Linked DNA regions of Mus musculus: all the other regions are linked to region 2. Evidence: chromatin contacts called from public HiChIP or PLAC-seq and promoter capture Hi-C data. All regions are on one chromosome and are shown on one strand. The core of a region is the stretch at or near the end of the contact, and the rest is flanking DNA. Distances in the headings are between cores, read along the strand shown. Region 1 has its middle 24 kb from the start of Tns3. Region 2 holds the start of Tbrg4 (transforming growth factor beta regulated gene 4). Region 3 holds the start of Mtmr3 (myotubularin related protein 3). Region 4 overlaps Tns3 (tensin 3). Region 5 holds the start of Tns3 (tensin 3).

Evidence for each region. HiChIP or PLAC-seq counts read pairs in DNA pulled down with a chosen protein or histone mark. Capture Hi-C pulls out chosen DNA fragments and counts their contacts.
Region 1: a contact with region 2 is called in an H3K4me3 HiChIP or PLAC-seq map of bone marrow-derived macrophages, with 6 times the contacts expected there. The contact joins the enhancer-like site here to the promoter of Tbrg4 in region 2. A contact is called at or near these places in 3 of 39 promoter capture datasets (cranial neural crest, embryonic stem cells and second pharyngeal arch cranial neural crest) and 4 of 115 datasets of contacts at active chromatin or transcription factors (bone marrow-derived macrophages, embryonic stem cells, large pre-B cells and 1 more).
Region 3: a promoter capture Hi-C map of adipose tissue shows a contact between it and region 2, with 2.5 times the contacts expected there. The contact joins the promoter of Mtmr3 here to the promoter of Tbrg4 in region 2. A contact is called at or near these places in 2 of 39 promoter capture datasets (cranial neural crest and pre-B cells) and 1 of 9 other capture datasets (adipose tissue).
Region 4: a contact with region 2 is called in an H3K27ac HiChIP or PLAC-seq map of large pre-B cells, with 7 times the contacts expected there. The contact joins the enhancer-like site here to the promoter of Tbrg4 in region 2. A contact is called at or near these places in 4 of 39 promoter capture datasets (the 3T3-L1 cell line, liver and stem cell-derived epiblast-like cells) and 6 of 115 datasets of contacts at active chromatin or transcription factors (differentiating embryonic stem cells, embryonic forebrain, embryonic stem cells and 2 more).
Region 5: a contact with region 2 is called in an H3K4me3 HiChIP or PLAC-seq map of stem cell-derived neural progenitor cells, with 7 times the contacts expected there. The contact joins the promoter of Tns3 here to the promoter of Tbrg4 in region 2. A contact is called at or near these places in 11 of 39 promoter capture datasets (the C10 cell line, cranial neural crest, hematopoietic stem and progenitor cells and 7 more) and 5 of 115 datasets of contacts at active chromatin or transcription factors (differentiating embryonic stem cells, embryonic stem cells, extraembryonic endoderm stem cells and 2 more).

What each region holds. Positions count from the first base shown.
Region 1 is chr11:8,687,194-8,690,534 of GRCm38.p6, forward strand. No RefSeq gene overlaps it. Among named protein-coding and RNA genes, the nearest start is that of Tns3, 24 kb to the left of the region's middle. Within about 2 kb of position 1,863, at least 83 of the 459 cell types and tissues checked have an H3K27ac peak or open chromatin away from gene starts, as enhancers often do. A contact at or near this core is called in bone marrow-derived macrophages, where this site is marked.
Region 2 is chr11:6,624,636-6,627,526 of GRCm38.p6, forward strand. Tbrg4 (transforming growth factor beta regulated gene 4) reads right to left here and starts at 1,432. Exons shown (of 12, transcript NM_134011.3): 1 at 1,330-1,432; 2 at 514-578.
Region 3 is chr11:4,593,485-4,596,540 of GRCm38.p6, forward strand. It overlaps Mtmr3 (myotubularin related protein 3), which reads right to left and starts at 1,306. Exons shown (of 19, transcript NM_001373897.1): 1 at 1,119-1,306.
Region 4 is chr11:8,637,227-8,640,481 of GRCm38.p6, forward strand. The region is part of intron 1 of Tns3 (tensin 3); the gene reads right to left. Among named protein-coding and RNA genes, the nearest start is that of Tns3, 26 kb to the right of the region's middle. Within about 2 kb of position 1,850, at least 35 of the 459 cell types and tissues checked have an H3K27ac peak or open chromatin away from gene starts, as enhancers often do.
Region 5 is chr11:8,663,261-8,666,620 of GRCm38.p6, forward strand. It overlaps Tns3 (tensin 3), which reads right to left and starts at 1,275. Exons shown (of 31, transcript NM_001083587.1): 1 at 1,219-1,275.

The DNA of each region.
Region 1 (3,341 bases), core at 613-3,112, 2.1 Mb after region 2:
CACCCAGTTCACTCACCCGTATGCTAATCATCCCTGGAGACCCCCTCACAGGGACACCCCGAAATGTGTCTTACTGGGTTCCAGGTGATTCAGCCTTGTGTAGGTTACCAAGATCACCCATCCCACCCAAGATCACCCATCCCACCCAAGATCACCCATCCCACCCAAGATCACCCATCCCACCACCTTCCCTAGGGCTCCAGGGCTCTATCCTGCCGGAAGGGAGAGTTCATTAAGTTTGGAATTGATGTTTGAATCTCTGAAAGTACTCTAAGAGCTGACAGACCATGATACCATGATTGGATATCAAAGAAATACAGAAAGCACATTGAAAAGTCAGTCTTCGTAGAAATGGTGAGTTGAAGCTTTCAAAGTACACCTTATTTTCACCTTCTGAGTTGAGTGCTAAAACTGACAACCATTAAAGTGTTATCTGGGTCTGTCCTGGTCAGGGTGCTAGACACAGACTAGAAATCCCGTGACTCCAACAAACACTCAGGGTCCTCACATTTAAGGGGTCCTTCTTAATGCCCTCCTCAGTATTGTTGTGTGGGGTTCAGTACACTGGTGCTGGGCATGGACCTTACATAATATGGCACCTTAATCAAACTTGGATGCCATCTGGGGATGTGCCTGGCTTCTGAATGGCTTGAATGTGAAAAGAGAGTATATCTTCGAACTCTAAGAAATACTCAAGGCGTGAGGTCCCCGTTTACTCAGCGCACATTCTCTGGAAGAATAAGCTACAGTAGAATTCAACGCTGACTTATACCTCCATTGTTGCACCTTCCTTCAAAGGTGGGCCTTAATTTACTGTCCTGTCAATTGAGTTTGGGCTGGATTCATTGATGAAGAACACTGCCTGGCAGGGGTAGTGGTGTGTGGCTTTGGAGACTGGGTCCAAAGAAGGATTGGTGGCTCTAGGCCTACATGGCTGACATTGGGGAACAACACCTATACAGTACATCAAGGGTTAGCTTCCTGGAGTAGCCTATGTGGGAAGAAACTGAGGTCTTTAGTCAAAAGCCTGTGAGTGAACCTGAAGTCAGAACTCCAGTGCTGGAGGAGCCTTCCTGTGATGCAGCCCCTGCAGGCAGCCTCCAGAGAAGACATGAGCCAGGACTAGACAGCCAGACTCCATCTGCATTCCCATCCACAGGAGGCAGGCTATATAGTGGTCATATGGTGCTGTGCTAGTCTCCATGAGCACTCTCAGACAGACACACAGGGCCAGGTAAACCCCAAACTTGCTTTTTACAGACACTGCCCTCTTACATTAATACCCAGGAGACTAAGAAATTTGGGGTGACCCTTGGAAAAGGGGATCCTGAAAGGTATCGATGTGAGCAGAGGCAGAACCTGAGGATCTAGTCTAGCCTAGTCACTGAGTACAGTTGCAACGCTTTGAACAACTCTGGTCTTGCAGAACAAGTTACTGCATTCCTGTGTGAACCCAGTTGCTGACCTTCGGGGAAGGTGAACTCATTGGAAGGGTGAATAAACAGTTCAAGGCGATTGATGCCCCACGAGGACTGCATGGAGTGCATACTGGGATGGGGCCTGGGGCAGTGCAGACTGGAATCCTACAGGACTAAGGACTAGGGGAGCCTCCATGTCTGCTGCTAGCTCCTTGGGTTGGGCAGAGAACCAGAAGAGGACTGTCCGGGTGTGTCAGTAGTGGTGGGCTGCAGAGAGGTTGTTGGGTTAGGAAGGGTGCTTCGTGCCTGGGCAATGGGCAGCCACAGAAAAGTCTAAAGGACATGGTGGTTTTAAGAAGCCGATGGAGTGGGGCAAGGTGTGGGTGAGAAGCTTCTGAGGGAAGTGGGAGGTTGAAGGAGGGAACCAAAACCATGCTCAGCGCCATAGAAAGTGATAGAGAAACCGAGCAGGTTCCCATTTCGGGGTCATGTGAAAATCCCTGCTGCGTGAGTCAGGGGTCTCTGCTAAAAATACTTGTTACCCTACACATCTTCACCCTTCCAGACAGCGTCTCAGCCATAAGGAGGCAAGCTCACTGCCAAAGGCTTGGTTTGCACTGGACCTGGTCGGGGATTGTCACCAGAAACTTTTAGGGCTTGGCCTATTTGCTCACTTCATAGCTGAGAACACAGAGGAGTGGTTAGAAAAGGTTCGGGGCACAGTGGCTACAGGGACGCTGAAGCTAGGTCTGCCTGGCTCCAGAGCAGGAGGCTGTCAAATGCTCCAGGTCAGCCTGTAGCTGGAGGTGATCCTCCTGCCTCAGCCTCCTGGTGTTTGGATTACACACGTGTGCCACAAAGCCACGTTTAAACATATAAGGCTGTTCTCCAATTCTGTGAGGGAAGAATCGAATGGGTGGACGTACTTGGGAATCCACACAGCCGCTAAACAAAATCGTGGTCCCACCGCAGCCTCTAACCTTCAGACTGTCCCGCCCCAGGCTCTGCCTCCTTCAACCACAGCCTCAAACCTTCAGACTGTCCACCCCCAGGCTCTGCCTCCTCCAGAAAGTAAAAAGGAGCCTGCTGTTTCTTGTGTTTGTAACAGCCTTAACGTCTCTTTCTGTTTTTTTAAGGAACATCAACAACCCACAAAAAGGAAGAGGGGGAGGGGCAAAGGCAGGAAGGGGAAGAGTAAGATATCCATCAATGTCTTTCTCCTCTAATTTTGGGTCAGTGCTATCTCAGTCAGGGTCACCATTGCTGTGATGAGACACTCTGGTCAAAAGCCACTTGGGGAGGAAAGTAATTTTTTGGCTTACACATCCTGAATCATAGACCATTGAGGGAAGCCGAGGCAGGAACTTAAACTTGGAGGGAACCTGGAGGCAGGAGTTGATGCAGAGGCCATGGAAGAGACTGCTTGAAAGCTGCTTTTTTACAGAACCTGGGACCACCAGCTCAGGGGTGTTTCCACACTCATGGGCTGGGGGCCTTTCCCATCTATCACTAGCATCACCATTCCTTTCACTAATTAAGAAAATGCCCGCCGGGCAGTGGTGGCACATGCCTTTAGTCCCAGCACTTGGGAGGCAGAGGCAGGCAGATTTCTGAGTTCGAGGCCAGCCTGGTCTACAAAGTGAGTTCCAGGACAGCCAGGGCTATACAGAGAAACCCTGTCTCAAAAAACCAAAAAAAAAAAAAAAGAAAATGCCCTATAGCCTGATATGGAGGCATTTTCTAAGTTAAGGCTCCTGCTTTTCAGTTTGTGTCAAATTGACATAAAAATTAGCCAGGACAAATGCATAAGGCTTGATGTTAGAGACATGCCTGGAGCTTCACTGTCTAACTGTCACTGTGCGAAATTGGAATTTCATCTCTCCGTCTTAGAGGTCCACCCCCCTCCCCCAACGCGAGGCAGAC
Region 2 (2,891 bases), core at 182-2,681:
CATCCTCATTGAGGGACTCACAACTGCCTGTAACTCCAGCTCCAGGGACCTGACTCTCTCCCGGGCTGTGTGCCTGCATGTGTCCCCGTGTTCACTTATATACATAGAAAGAAACAAGACTACAATTACTTTACATAGCTAAGGATGACCTTGAACTTCTCTATTCCTCTTGCGGCCACCTCCCAAGTGCTAACATTAAAGATAGCCAATCACTCCTGGTTTATTCAGTGCCGAAGATCAAATCTAGGCCTTTATGTGAGCTAGACAAGCAGTTCCAACTGAGTCACACCCCAGAACCCTTAAAGCAAAACTCACAAATTGAATCGATCACCGCAAACAAGCCCTAACACCACCCAGAGTCACCACCTTGCCAATCTTAATCCAACCCCTACAATACAGGCTCTGTTCCAACTACACTTCACACTTTTATCTCACAATGCAAAACTGGCTACTGCGTTCTCTGCCAATCACAGGGCACGGCATTGCCTTTTTCTAAGTCCTGCAAAATGTTACCTTTTTCGAGAACACGCTACATAACCACATGACGTTTCTTTCGGCAAGTCTGCCAGTCTTGTTCCCTAAGGTGAGATAGAACCAAATGAGACAAGTTACTGGACTTTGCTTCAACTAAAGGAGAAAACACCTCAATTTTTTCTGCTTCCGGGATTCGGGTATATAGCTAGCTTAATTTTACTGTTATGTGAACACATTACTGCAGCTGTAAAAAGATTAGCTTAATTATACTTACACGGAAATAAAATATGGTTCAGAAGGGGGACATCTGCCCAAACCCAATATCCATCACTTACTGAACCCAGACAGTAAAGAAGCGCTGGAGAGCCGGGCGTGGTGGTGCACGCCTTTAATCCCAGCACTTTGGAGGCAGAGGCAGGTGGATTTCTGAGTTCGAGGCCAGCCTGGTCTACAGAGTGAGTTCCAGGACAGCCAGGGCTACACAGAGAAACCCTGTCTCAAAAAACCAAAAAAAAAAAAAAAAAAAAAAAAAAAAAGCACTGGCAAACTACCGATTTTCAAGACCTGCGACTAAGTAAATATCGACCCTGAAACCTAAAATGCAGAAACACGAAAAGTGACTGGCAGGGGACGCCAAGGGTCACTGCGGGCAGCGGAGCTTCCCGGGATAGGCCTCGTGTCTACCGCGGGCCGAGGAGCGCGTGCGCAATCGCAGCCCGGAACCGAATTTGCAACCGAACAGCGCCCTTGGGGCACGGTGTCGAGAGTCCCTTTCCTGGCTCCCCCCACAACAGCCCCGCCGGTCCTTACTAACTGCTGCCCTTCCCAGCCACGCTTCCCGTCTCGGATACCCACGTTCAGAAACCCGGTCTCTCCAGGACGCCAGACTGCGGCGGCGATCACCCTCACTGACCTCCATCAGCCTACGGCCTCCACGCGGCCTGGCGCGCTCACTGACGTCACTGGCGCGCCGCCGGAAGCTAGGTGGCCCAGTGCTCCCGGACGGAGGCCACGCCCTCCGCCCCTTCCGCAGTCGCCATCTTTGTTGCGCTCAGGCTTCCGGTACTGGGAAGTGTAGTGAGATCCTGGTCGTGGGAAACGTAGACGGGAAGGAGAGGGTGAATTCTACACGGCAGGGCACGTCGGGCCAGAGTCTCCTACTTGTGCGGAGTTTGGGTAGCGACTCTGATGTCAGCCCGTTCTGCCCCACTCCCTTGGGCCTTTCACAGGTCCTGTAGGAGAGGCGTGAGTTGGGACCGCCGTGTTGACTTTGGGGTTCGGGGCGGGAAGGCATTGCCAGGTGTCGGGTAATTACAGAGAAGCGAGTTGTAGCTCCAGCTGAAGGTCTTTTCGGAAATGCAAGCAGTTTGTCTAGATTAAACAAGTAAAGGACATACCGTATACAACGGCACACCGATAAATTGCTGTAATCTCAGTAATGGAGGCAGGAGGCCGAGGGCTAGCCTGTACTACTGTGGAGGCCCTGCATCAAGAAGCAGAATAGCCGGGCGTGGTGGCACACACCTTAAAACCCCAGCCAGGAGACAGGAAAAAGGATCTTTGAGGTCGTGGCTAGCTTGGTCTACATACCAAGTTTAGGACAGCCGGGACGACCTGGAGAAGGCCCTGCCTTAGCGCACGGCAGGACTGAGGAGATAGTACAAAATGCTGGGTAGGATGGTTGGGAGGTGAGTTTTCCCAGTAATCCCAGTGCTAGGAAACCACAGACGGCATCTCTGGGACAAAGGTGTATGTGTGCATGAAGAGATCACAGGAAAACTTGGGGAAATTTGTTTCTTCCAATCATGTGGGATCTGGGAATTGAACTCACAGTCAAGTGGCCCCTAAACTAACTGTCTGTTTTCCTAGACAGCGTTTCTCCTTGTAGCCTTGGCTGTTTTGGAACTCGCTGTGTAGACCAGGCTGGTCTTGAACTCACAGAGATCCCCCTCCTTCTGCCTCTGGAGTGCAGGACAAAAGACATGCCCCACCCCCACCCCCAGGTCCCCACTAAGTTATCCTGCTGGCCCTAATTTTGTAGAAAGGAAAATTTAACTTAAAATTTTCCTTGAAAAATCTTTATGTTTGTAAGAGTGTATTACTTCTCTCCTTTGTGGCTAAAATCAAGCGTAAACGCTGGTTCTTGTTAATAAAAGATTGCTGAATTATCCAGGGAAGCTTCTCTTGCTTTAGCCTTACAGTAGCTAGCATTATATTGCCACACTAGCTTTACCTTGGTGGTTCTTGTTTAAGAGTCTCATGCTGAATTCAAAATTTAGCTCAAAAAGGTCAGAGATAATATAGATATAAAACTCCTAAGGGGAAACACATTTTTACTATCTTGGATTAAACAGTAGTTTCTTAGTAGGAAACCAAAAGCAAAAATGACAAAAAGGAAAAACAAACAAACAAAACAA
Region 3 (3,056 bases), core at 56-2,555, 2.0 Mb before region 2:
CTCTAACCTTCTAGAAGCTTCCAAATTTAGTTTAATAACATATTGCATAGTGTTTACCCACAACGGTGTCATTCTGTAAACTCTTCTACTCAGTCAAGCATGGAAAAGAAGTCTTTCACTGGCCATCAACGCATGTTATTTGGTTTCCAAGTAAAAAACACAGAAACATTGCAGAATCTCAAAGAAGGCCTCCTTCACATCCCCACAAACAAGATCATTTTGATACAGAACCATCTACCATTCAATCGTAACTTCTGACGGCTCACTGTTCACAAGAGGAACGAGGCTGAGCCTCCACTACAAGAACACATGCACTTTTAATACAAAAAAAAAAAAAAAAAAGACCCTAAATGTCAAAAAGCCAAGTGGATGTCAAGATAGTAAGAAGAATAAAAACGTAAACTTCATTCTGACAATGACTGAACATTAATATCTAACAGAAACCTGTGTGTAAAACTCACAAGTGAGATGATCTGACTCCTGGTGGCCTAACAGAGTGTGCAAACTCTACTTCCAATTTTTGAAATAAGTTTTCTGGCCCCAACAATACCATCTTGGGTCATGAAATGCAATACATCCAGTACAATTTCAACCCAAGAAATAATACTGATCTTTTGCAGAGCTACTTGAGCAGTGTTCCCCGAGCTCCTCCAACCACCCCTGGACCTTCGTTCCCCTTCAAGCACTACCAGGTCAGGAGGATGCCCTGCTGCAGTTAGGCTGAGGCCCGCACAGCTCGCCCGTGGTTTCCAACAGCACGACCTCCGGCCTCTCGCCACTAAGGACTCCCACGGTCTCGACCAGGGCCTCGGGCCACACGCTCACCTCCCGGAGGCCCGGGAGCGTTTTCCAGGGCGCCCCAGCCGCAGCTCCCAACACTCCGAGTGTTACCCACCGCCAGGTTCAGGATGGCCGCCGAGCTCGGCGACCCCGCCTCCCCCGACTCGCCCGACCGGGCCTCGGTGCTCCATTCTGAGAGCTTGCCCCGGGAGGCCGCGGCCAACCCAGCCCTCGGCCCGCCGCCGCCTCCCCGGCCGGTGACAGCCGCCGCACTCGGCCCAGGTCCGCCCCTCCTCCAGCACCTCCTCGCCACCAGAGCCGGAGGGTGGGCTTCTTACCAGGCGGCAGGACATGGCGAGGCCCGCCACCGCAGGGCCTCCTCCGCCACCCCAGGAGGCTGCCAGCCAGGGTCGGCGGGGGCCAGCGCCTGGGCCGCTGGAGCGTCTCCGCCGGCTGCTCCGCCGCCGCCGCCGCCGCTGCCGCCGCCGCCTTCTCACAACCACAACAACATGGCGGCAGCGGCCACACAGAGCGCGCTCCCGAGACCGATCGGAGCTGAGAGCGGGGGCGCGCGCGCACGCTCCGGCGCGCTGTCCGCTGTGGGATGGGGGGCGGGGGGGAAGACTGGCCGTCACGGGATGGGCGAGGGCGGGGCCTGGCTCGTTGGTCACGCCCCAGGATGTGGGCGGGGCTGCAAGTCACCAGACTGTGGCTGCAGAGAAGCGTCAGGAGGAAGAAAAGAAAAATGAGAAGTGAATAAATAAACCGTTACGAATTAAGAAAAAGAAAAACAAGGTTTAGAAAGATTTTTCAGGCTTCTTTTCCAACTTAATGGACCAAGACAGCACTTCAGCTTACTCTACTTTCTATTAAAACTAAGAACAGTAGTGATATTATATCCCCAGCAAGTATAGTCAATATAAAACTAACTTAATACCGTGCATGTAAATATAGTGTGCTATAAGTTATGCCCAGAATACAAGTTCAAACTGCCTCAACGCCAGCTCCTAATAAAAAAAACCTCAGTGCTCAAAGAAAAGCAAGGGGGAAAAGAATCCCTACTTTGACTGGCCTCCAGAAGAGCCCCATAGTCTAACACTGTAATACCTTATTTTAGGTCAGCAGTCCTCGGGGTCTCAAATATCCTGAACCTCAGATATTTACATTATGATTCATGGTAGTAGAAAATTACAGTTATAAATTAGCGAGGAAAGTAAGTTGGGAGTCAGCATACGTGAGGAACTATATTAAAGTCACAGCGTTTAAAGGTTGAGATCTACTGGCTTAGGTCCTAACAAATCCTCAAAGATATTTCACTTCCTTAGATGAATTTTAACATGACCTTGATTTTTTATCAGAAGACAAGTAAATGAAATTTATCCCTGTATTTGTTAAATTGTTTATCTCCCCCCCCCCATTATTTGTTTCTTTGTATTCAACATTATTGCCTCTCTGCCCCCACTGGAGTTTAAGAATAATTAGAAAAAAAGGATGCTGTCTTATTTGTCATTATGTCTCCAGAACCTAAAATTGCACAACACAATAGCCAGACAAATCTCCTAATTATGGAAGAGCAAGTGTTTATATTTATCTAGTTGAATCTTCATAAATGGTCAGGCCTATCTTTATTTTACAAACAAAAAAAAAGTAAAACCCAGAATAAGTTGAATTTAACTTAAACTTCAAACCCAGGCCCAGATAACAACACAAACTGTCCTATTACTCTCTGGGCTACCCACCACATCACAGAATCTCAAGGAAGGTCAAGGAAGGCACTACATCACAGATCAGTTAGCAAAGACTTCCCACCGCCCTCCAAGGACCTGTCTTCCTCCTCTTCAATGCAGCTGATTGTGTCTCCGTTTTCACCTTCACTAGAAAAGCACAGGCTAAATTGGAAGTACAATGATTGCACCTCTTGGGTCAAAAAAAAAAATCTTTTGGTAGTGATAGCAGTAAACTATACACTTTCATTTATAATCCACTGTCCTGGTTTCCCTTTGTGTATATTCTCATGGCCTTTGTGGGACAAGAAAAAAAAATAGAGCATCAAATAGATGGACAACAGGACACACAGAGTAGACAGACAGACTGCCAGCAGTGGGGAACCTGAACTGGAGCTAGCACTTCACTGCCAGGACAATCCCTGCTGGATGGCTGGACACTGATAAAGTGGCTCCAGGTAAACAACTCAGGCAACAGGAAATTCACACCTGCTCCACCAATCCCACAGCTCCCACAGTCCACATGGAAAGAGCACATGGATCAGCTTGTCG
Region 4 (3,255 bases), core at 600-3,099, 2.0 Mb after region 2:
CTATGTCTCATTTCAGTTCCCTGTCCAGACGGTCCACTGTGGGCATACTGCAGAACTGTCGCATCAGCTGACAACCCTTCTCCCCATGATGCTTACTGGGGAGTTTGTATGTGTTGGTGTCACAGCTGTACAATGAATGGCCAAGTCTGGAGCAGTATCGTAGACTTAGGGGTTACGTTCAGAACTGGAAATGGTAGCCTTGGCTCGGGGTCCCTCGTATCAACCCCCACTATCCCTGTCTCCCTGAGACCCCCTCCCATCCACTCATCTCTTCTACCATCCTCAGCCATCAGCCTGAAGGCTTTCTCTTTTTCCAGTGCATAGAACCCATCCATCAACAAGCCCTGCAGAGTAAGAGCTCAGCCAGGCTCTTCATCTCCTCGCCCATCCTGTAGTCCACAGCTACCCTGACCTCTGACCTTTCTGCATTCAAAGCCAGCCAGGTGGAGCTTCTGCTGGGGAGATTCAGGAAGGACACACAACCCAGCAAAACCGCTCCCACACCTAATCAGGTTTTGTAAAAAGCCATGGGCCCCTCGGGCTAACTTAATCTTATCCCAACCCCCCAGAACAGTGATCAGATCAGTTGGGTCTCTTCCCTATCAACTGTGCGTCTTTCCTATCAACTGGGTTTTTCTACTCTCTTTCAAATTTCTGCCAAAATGTACCTCCTCCAGGAAGCCTTCCCTTATACCCTATAGAAAACAGCCCCGGCCGTTAAGTACTTCATTATCTTTGTCATGTGTCAGTGTCCTTATCACCACAATGAAGTTCTGTGGTGCAGGGAAGTCACCAGGACTCCATCCATTAGAACAGGGTTAGGGTGTGCAGCAAGGAACAAATGGTACTACTGATGGTCCTGACACGGAGAGCCCTTCTTCTCAGGCTTCTTCTGATCAGAGCATCTGCAGTCTGAGCTCTACCAGGGCCCTGTCTATCCCCACCCCCCAGTCCAAGGCCAGACAATGAGAGCGGCACCAGACTATTTGCTAAATGGACCAGATATGGGGGTAGGGAAATATGAACAGAGACATCACTGTGCCTATAGCAGAAACGGCTACAGTACTCACAGCTGCAAAAAAAGGAACAGAGTGGTTAACTGCAGTGCCTGCTGCAGAAGTCAAATACAGACACAAGAGGGTAGGCAGCCAGGCCATTGAGACTCTCTGTCCCACGATAAGAAGATGTGGACCCTGAGGAGAGGTTTAGTCACATGTCTACAGCAGTCTCTTACAGCCTGTGGAGTCGATACATCTAACACTATGCAGCCTGTAAAGAGAATAATGAGAGGCTGGAGATGTCACTCGATGGTACAGCATTTGCCCAGCGTGTGAATGCCCCCAGTATAATCAGAAATCAATGACAGTAGCAATGATATATCTACTTTCACCAGCATGGGGAACACTCAGTGGTTCGACAAGGTACACAAAACACGAGAGACGGAAGTCATTCCCAGTGTTAGACCTGACACTGAGGGAATGACTTCCATCTCTCCTGAGGGTCACACTACTTGGGCAAAGACGGTCCTTTGCTGTGGAGGGCTAAGATGGTTCCCTCCAGGTCTGAACCTGACAAGCAGCCCTGACTCACTGGAGCTGCACAGGAGCCCATGCTCATGGAGGCCTGTGGGTGACAACCATTCTCAGACCTGCTGAAGTGTTAGGACCTCTTTCCCTAGGGACAGGTGTCTCCAGGAAACCTCTTCAAAGTAGTCGCCCATCAAGGGTCTATCCCACAGCACGCAGAACCTCCCAGCACCGGAGTCCCTGGAGGACAGCGGACCTATGCTTACATCTGCTGGACTCCAGAACAGAGCCCGCCTCAGGCTCCTCCCTTTCTGATAAGCGATAAGGGAGATGCTTCACTGACAAAGAGAAAGCAGTGGAGATAAAGCAGGTAATTGGGCTAGAGCTGTGTAGTAGAGCTTTTGTCAAGGGTGCCTCTGCAGTTTATCTAGGAGTACAGATATGGTGACTTCAGAAGGAAACACAAACACCAAGGTCATCGACAAGGACTGGCCCCAGAGGACTGGACAGAGTGCTTACTTCAGAGATAGGCAGCAGAGCCCTTTGTGGGACAGGACCGTCAAGCAGCTTTCCTAGGACCCTGTGGCTAGCAGAAGGACCAAGCCTGTGGTCTCAACAAGCAGAGGCATCATGGAAGGAAGGGCCAGATGCTGCTGAAATATAACTCAAAAAAAAAAAAAAAAAAACCTAACAAGTTTCTTTCTGGCTACCCCATCTGTGAGCAACAGACTGGAAGGAAGGCAGGGGGTGGGGGATGGGCAACAAAAACCTGACCAATCTGGGGACATAGCCAATAGACAAGACTGTTGGTGGCTCCGTACCAGGAAGTGGCCAGAGCCAGTCATCTACCAGAGTTGGGGATAATGGTGGGGAAAAGGTGTCCTGGGTGGTGGCTGGACCTTCCTGGGCATACAGAGATAGAAGCCCACCAAGGCTTAGGGCTGGATTGTACAGTTCGCTCTTGCTCTAGCAACAGGTGTTTCCTGAGCAGAGGAGAAAGAAATCACAACTAGGTATAACCTTGGGATGTGAAGGTCAGAGAGCAAGTGACAAGAGGAACAGACCTGGGAACTCCAGCAAAGCCAACAGAGGAAGGGGCAGCCAGTGTCCAATCAACAGGCAGGGAGACAAAGCAGAAACAGCACTACAATCTAGACGGAGAGCTGGCAGGTGTTCAAGTCACTGGCCTTGCTCTCTACGAGGCCTCCCAACCATCGAAGAGTCTGGAGGTGAGCAAACACCATGGAGAAAGGAGATCCAGCAACAGGGATAGTTGAGTCAACAGACTGCAACTGAGTTTTACACACGCTCACGCGCACGCGCGCGCGCGCGCGCGCGCACACACACACACACACACACACACACACACAGAATGAGGTGAGTAGAAGGGAGGAAGGAGCAAGACCGTGGCAGATACAGCACACAACCACTAGTCTTGGATTCTCCCCAGACTGTGGAACAACAAGGAAGGATTTCTTCCTCCTAAGACTTTTGGAGAAAAAAAAAAACTTCAAATGGTACACACCCACCCACCGCAAAGCAAGGGCACCCTGCACTATACATCTGTGAAGAAACAGTGGGTCCAGCAGGGACATGGAAGCAGCTTCCGGCCTTTGCCTCCTACCGACGCAGTCACAAAAGGATGTTTTCATAAGGAGCCACTGGTGTAGACTCCAGAGTTTTGCTACCTACAAACGTTTACTTGTATGGACCCCGACCTATCACATTC
Region 5 (3,360 bases), core at 25-2,524, 2.0 Mb after region 2:
TCCTCAGCACAGAAAAGCCTTTCTTAATACTTGTTGATTGATTTGCAAATATAACCTCATAGGCCCCAAAGAGGGAAGCAACAAAATCACAAAGACAGTCAAAAATCTCTTTTAACAGGCAAAAAACTAAAAGCACTTTTAAAAAGTATTCATATGAACAGACCAAAGCCTCAAGGAAATACATCAATATGTCAAAAGGGTTAGCTCTGATGGGGTACACATTATTACTATAGTAGCTCCTGTATTCTTGGTTTGGGGTGTCGTTTTGAAGCTCTATACAGTGGAGCAGAAGGCACAACTCAAGAAACAAAATTTGGAGTGGGCTGTGACAAAGCCGAGGGCGTTCCAATCAGTTGTGGTCACCCTAGATAGTGCGGTCTGCTGGCCCCAAGCCCTGGAGGGAACTTTTTGTGTTCAGTCACGCTAGAGAGTCGGGATCACCTGCTGGCACCGGCCAGAATGCCAGTTGGGGAAGGAAGGGGTTCGGGGTCTCTTTTTGCGGCATAGACTCTCAAATCGATCCAAGCAAACGTCCCCAGGGGCAGAACACAGAACTACACAGAAACCCCGGGGCCCAGGACCCTCCCTCCTACTTGTCAGCTACAGTGCCCGCGTGCCAGGAGACACGTGCCACAGGTGGCCCCCAGGCCTGTGCCTGCACTCGTACTCCTCCGAATAGTGGGAAAAGGCGGGATGAGACCCCTGGCTCCCAAGCAACCGAAAGGAAAGGAAAAGAGGCACACAGCTCACTTGCCTGGAAAAGGCGGGAGTAAAGTCCTGAGAAGTCTCATTGCAGCCCCAAGCGGCTCCTCCGTCTTCTCTTCCCTAACTGTCTCAGGGAGCAAAGTCCGCAGGGCCGGGGCGGCGATAGTGTGGTTCCGCCCCCGCCCTCCTAGCTAGGCGCCGGGCGCCGCGACCAGGACCCTGCCGGCCCCGGAGCTCCGGCCCGCGTCGGCCCGAGGACCTGGCTGAGCCCCAGACTCCCGATCGCCGCAGACCCCCTGGTCGTCCTCAGTCCTGGATCCCAAGCGCCCTTCCCGGGTGCCCCCGCGCCTTGTCCCTACACCCTCAACTGTCTCCGCGCCCAGGTTTGGTGTCTGCTCGGCTGCAACCCAGTTCCAAGACCCCGAACGCCCAGGCTCTGGAACCTGAGCGGGGGCCCCAAACAAAGAGTGTGGCGGCGTGTGGCTGCCCCTGCCCTGCTCCCGACCCTGGTACCTGGGCGAACCCGCAGCGCGGTCCGGCGGGGCGATGGCCGAAGCGAAGCTGGGCTCCGAGCTGCTCGCGGGCGGGCCCGTCCTCCTGGCTGGCCGCCCGCGCCCGCGGCAGGGCCCCCTCGAGGCGGCTCCGGCAATCGCTACGGACCGCCCGCGCACCGGAGCCCTGCCGGTCACCTGGTCTCATCTTCCTAACAATGTCCTGCGTTTCCAGGTGCTGGACACCCGCCCCCCGCACTCACCCCCTCGGGTTCCTGACCCAAGGGATGAGCTCTTTAAAATACCCTCCCACTTCGCTGGCCTCCCTAAATACCTCGGGGGCCCCAGTATTCTATAGGCTCAACAGTTCCATGTCTACGTAAGTGCACCTGGGGAGGGAGGTTCGAGTCCCATTCCTGCAAAACCAGTTTATTGTTTCATCCAGTGTGTCTAAGTGCTGTTTCTGCCAGGAGGAAGTCCTACAATACCCTCCAGTGACTTATTATCCCGTGGGGCTCTACGTGTATCAAGCAGCAGTCTCTAAGACAGCCCAGGATGCTCCAACAGCCCCTTCAACATCCAGAATTCACCAGGCAGGAGGAGATGATGGTGCTGGGTAGAAGTCCCTTGACTTCTTAAAGTGAACCTAGCAGGAGAGAATACGGTTGAGGCTGGCAGGAACACAGGAGAAAGAAGATCTCCTGAACAGCCTTTCTCAGATGAGGACAGAGCAAGATTTCTTAAGAGATCCCCAAGATTCGGATAGCTGGGCCTCTGTGTCCATTTTCTCATTGCGATCTCCAGGGAATGATGGCATGCCATTGCATGGTCTTTCAAACACGTCTGCATAAATGAGATGGAATTTCCATCAGTTTCTAGTGGACACCAGCAGCCCTTAATATCTCTGATTCCACTCCGGGAAAACACTCCAGGTAGCTTTAAAAGAGGGTAGAAATTGTATCTATCTGCTCGGTGCAGCCACTGTCTGAGGTTACCAAAACCTGTTCAATTCTTGCCATATTGTGCCTTCAAGAAAAAGCCAGGCTTGCCAGGAATGGTGGAGAAGCTGAGCTAGGAAAGTAATATCTGGTGGATCTGTTTACAGCGCAGCCTTCACAAACACTGAGGTGAGGCCCTGGATCCTAGGCCAGGCTAGAGGCCGGGCCACACCCTGTTTCCTCTCCCCCAGGTTTGGGAAGGCTATGCCTATCTCTGAGAAATGGAGACATTGGGAGAAGGAGATGTTGCCTGAGGCAAAAGCTTCCCCAGGCCCTGAGCCCCAGGCCCTAAGGAATGAAACAAGCATTTCCCTAGCCTCTGGGAGTCCCACGGGTCATGGGTGAGGAACAGGATGCTTGTAAAGGAGCCTTTAGAGGGGATAGGGAGGAGGTCACAGTCATTCTGCTAGAAAGGGGGACAAGGCAGGAACTGTTCCTTTGCCTTTGACCTGGTAAGAAAACACCCCCAAAATCTTAACTTGACATAGGTAAACCAAGTGGTGGGGATCAGAGCACTGTAAGGTGAGGATCCAAGACTATCCAGATTCCGTGCTGTTCTCTCAGATGTTTACCAACAGCCTACTCACTCCAGCCCTCCAGTCACTGGGTTGCCTTGCTTGGTCCCAGCTGCCCGAGGGACTGCAAGAATTTCCACAAGGTGTTCCAATCACCCTCCTTAAGAGCTAATGTGGGAAAGTACTTGATAGCTCAGAATAAGGAAGACCCCAGGCAAGGCTGGGATTCTGCATCTCTGTACCAGGAGCCTCTGCTAAGATCTCCCTACTCTGTTTTCCCTACCCAAACTAAATGGTCCCAGACCCCTGTCCCTGCCCTCCCTGCGGGGATAGTTCCAGTGTGGGATAGATTCTCTAATTAGATCCTTGTTTCTAGAACAGTGAAGTGGGGGCCAGTGCACGTAATGTCCGTCCTTACGTTCAATGCTAGTGTTCAAAAATAAACTGAAAAGAGAAACTGGACCATAGTATCTTTGAGCACCCCATGTCTGGCTGCTCCATGGTCCCTGCATCTTGTCTACAGGATGAACAAAGAAAACTTTGGATGATTGACCTGGGCCTGGCTTATGCAGAGCTGAGCACCATGGGGCCTCCTCACTTCACATGCCATGACTTTATATTTCCAAAAACTTAAAACAAAAACAAGGCATG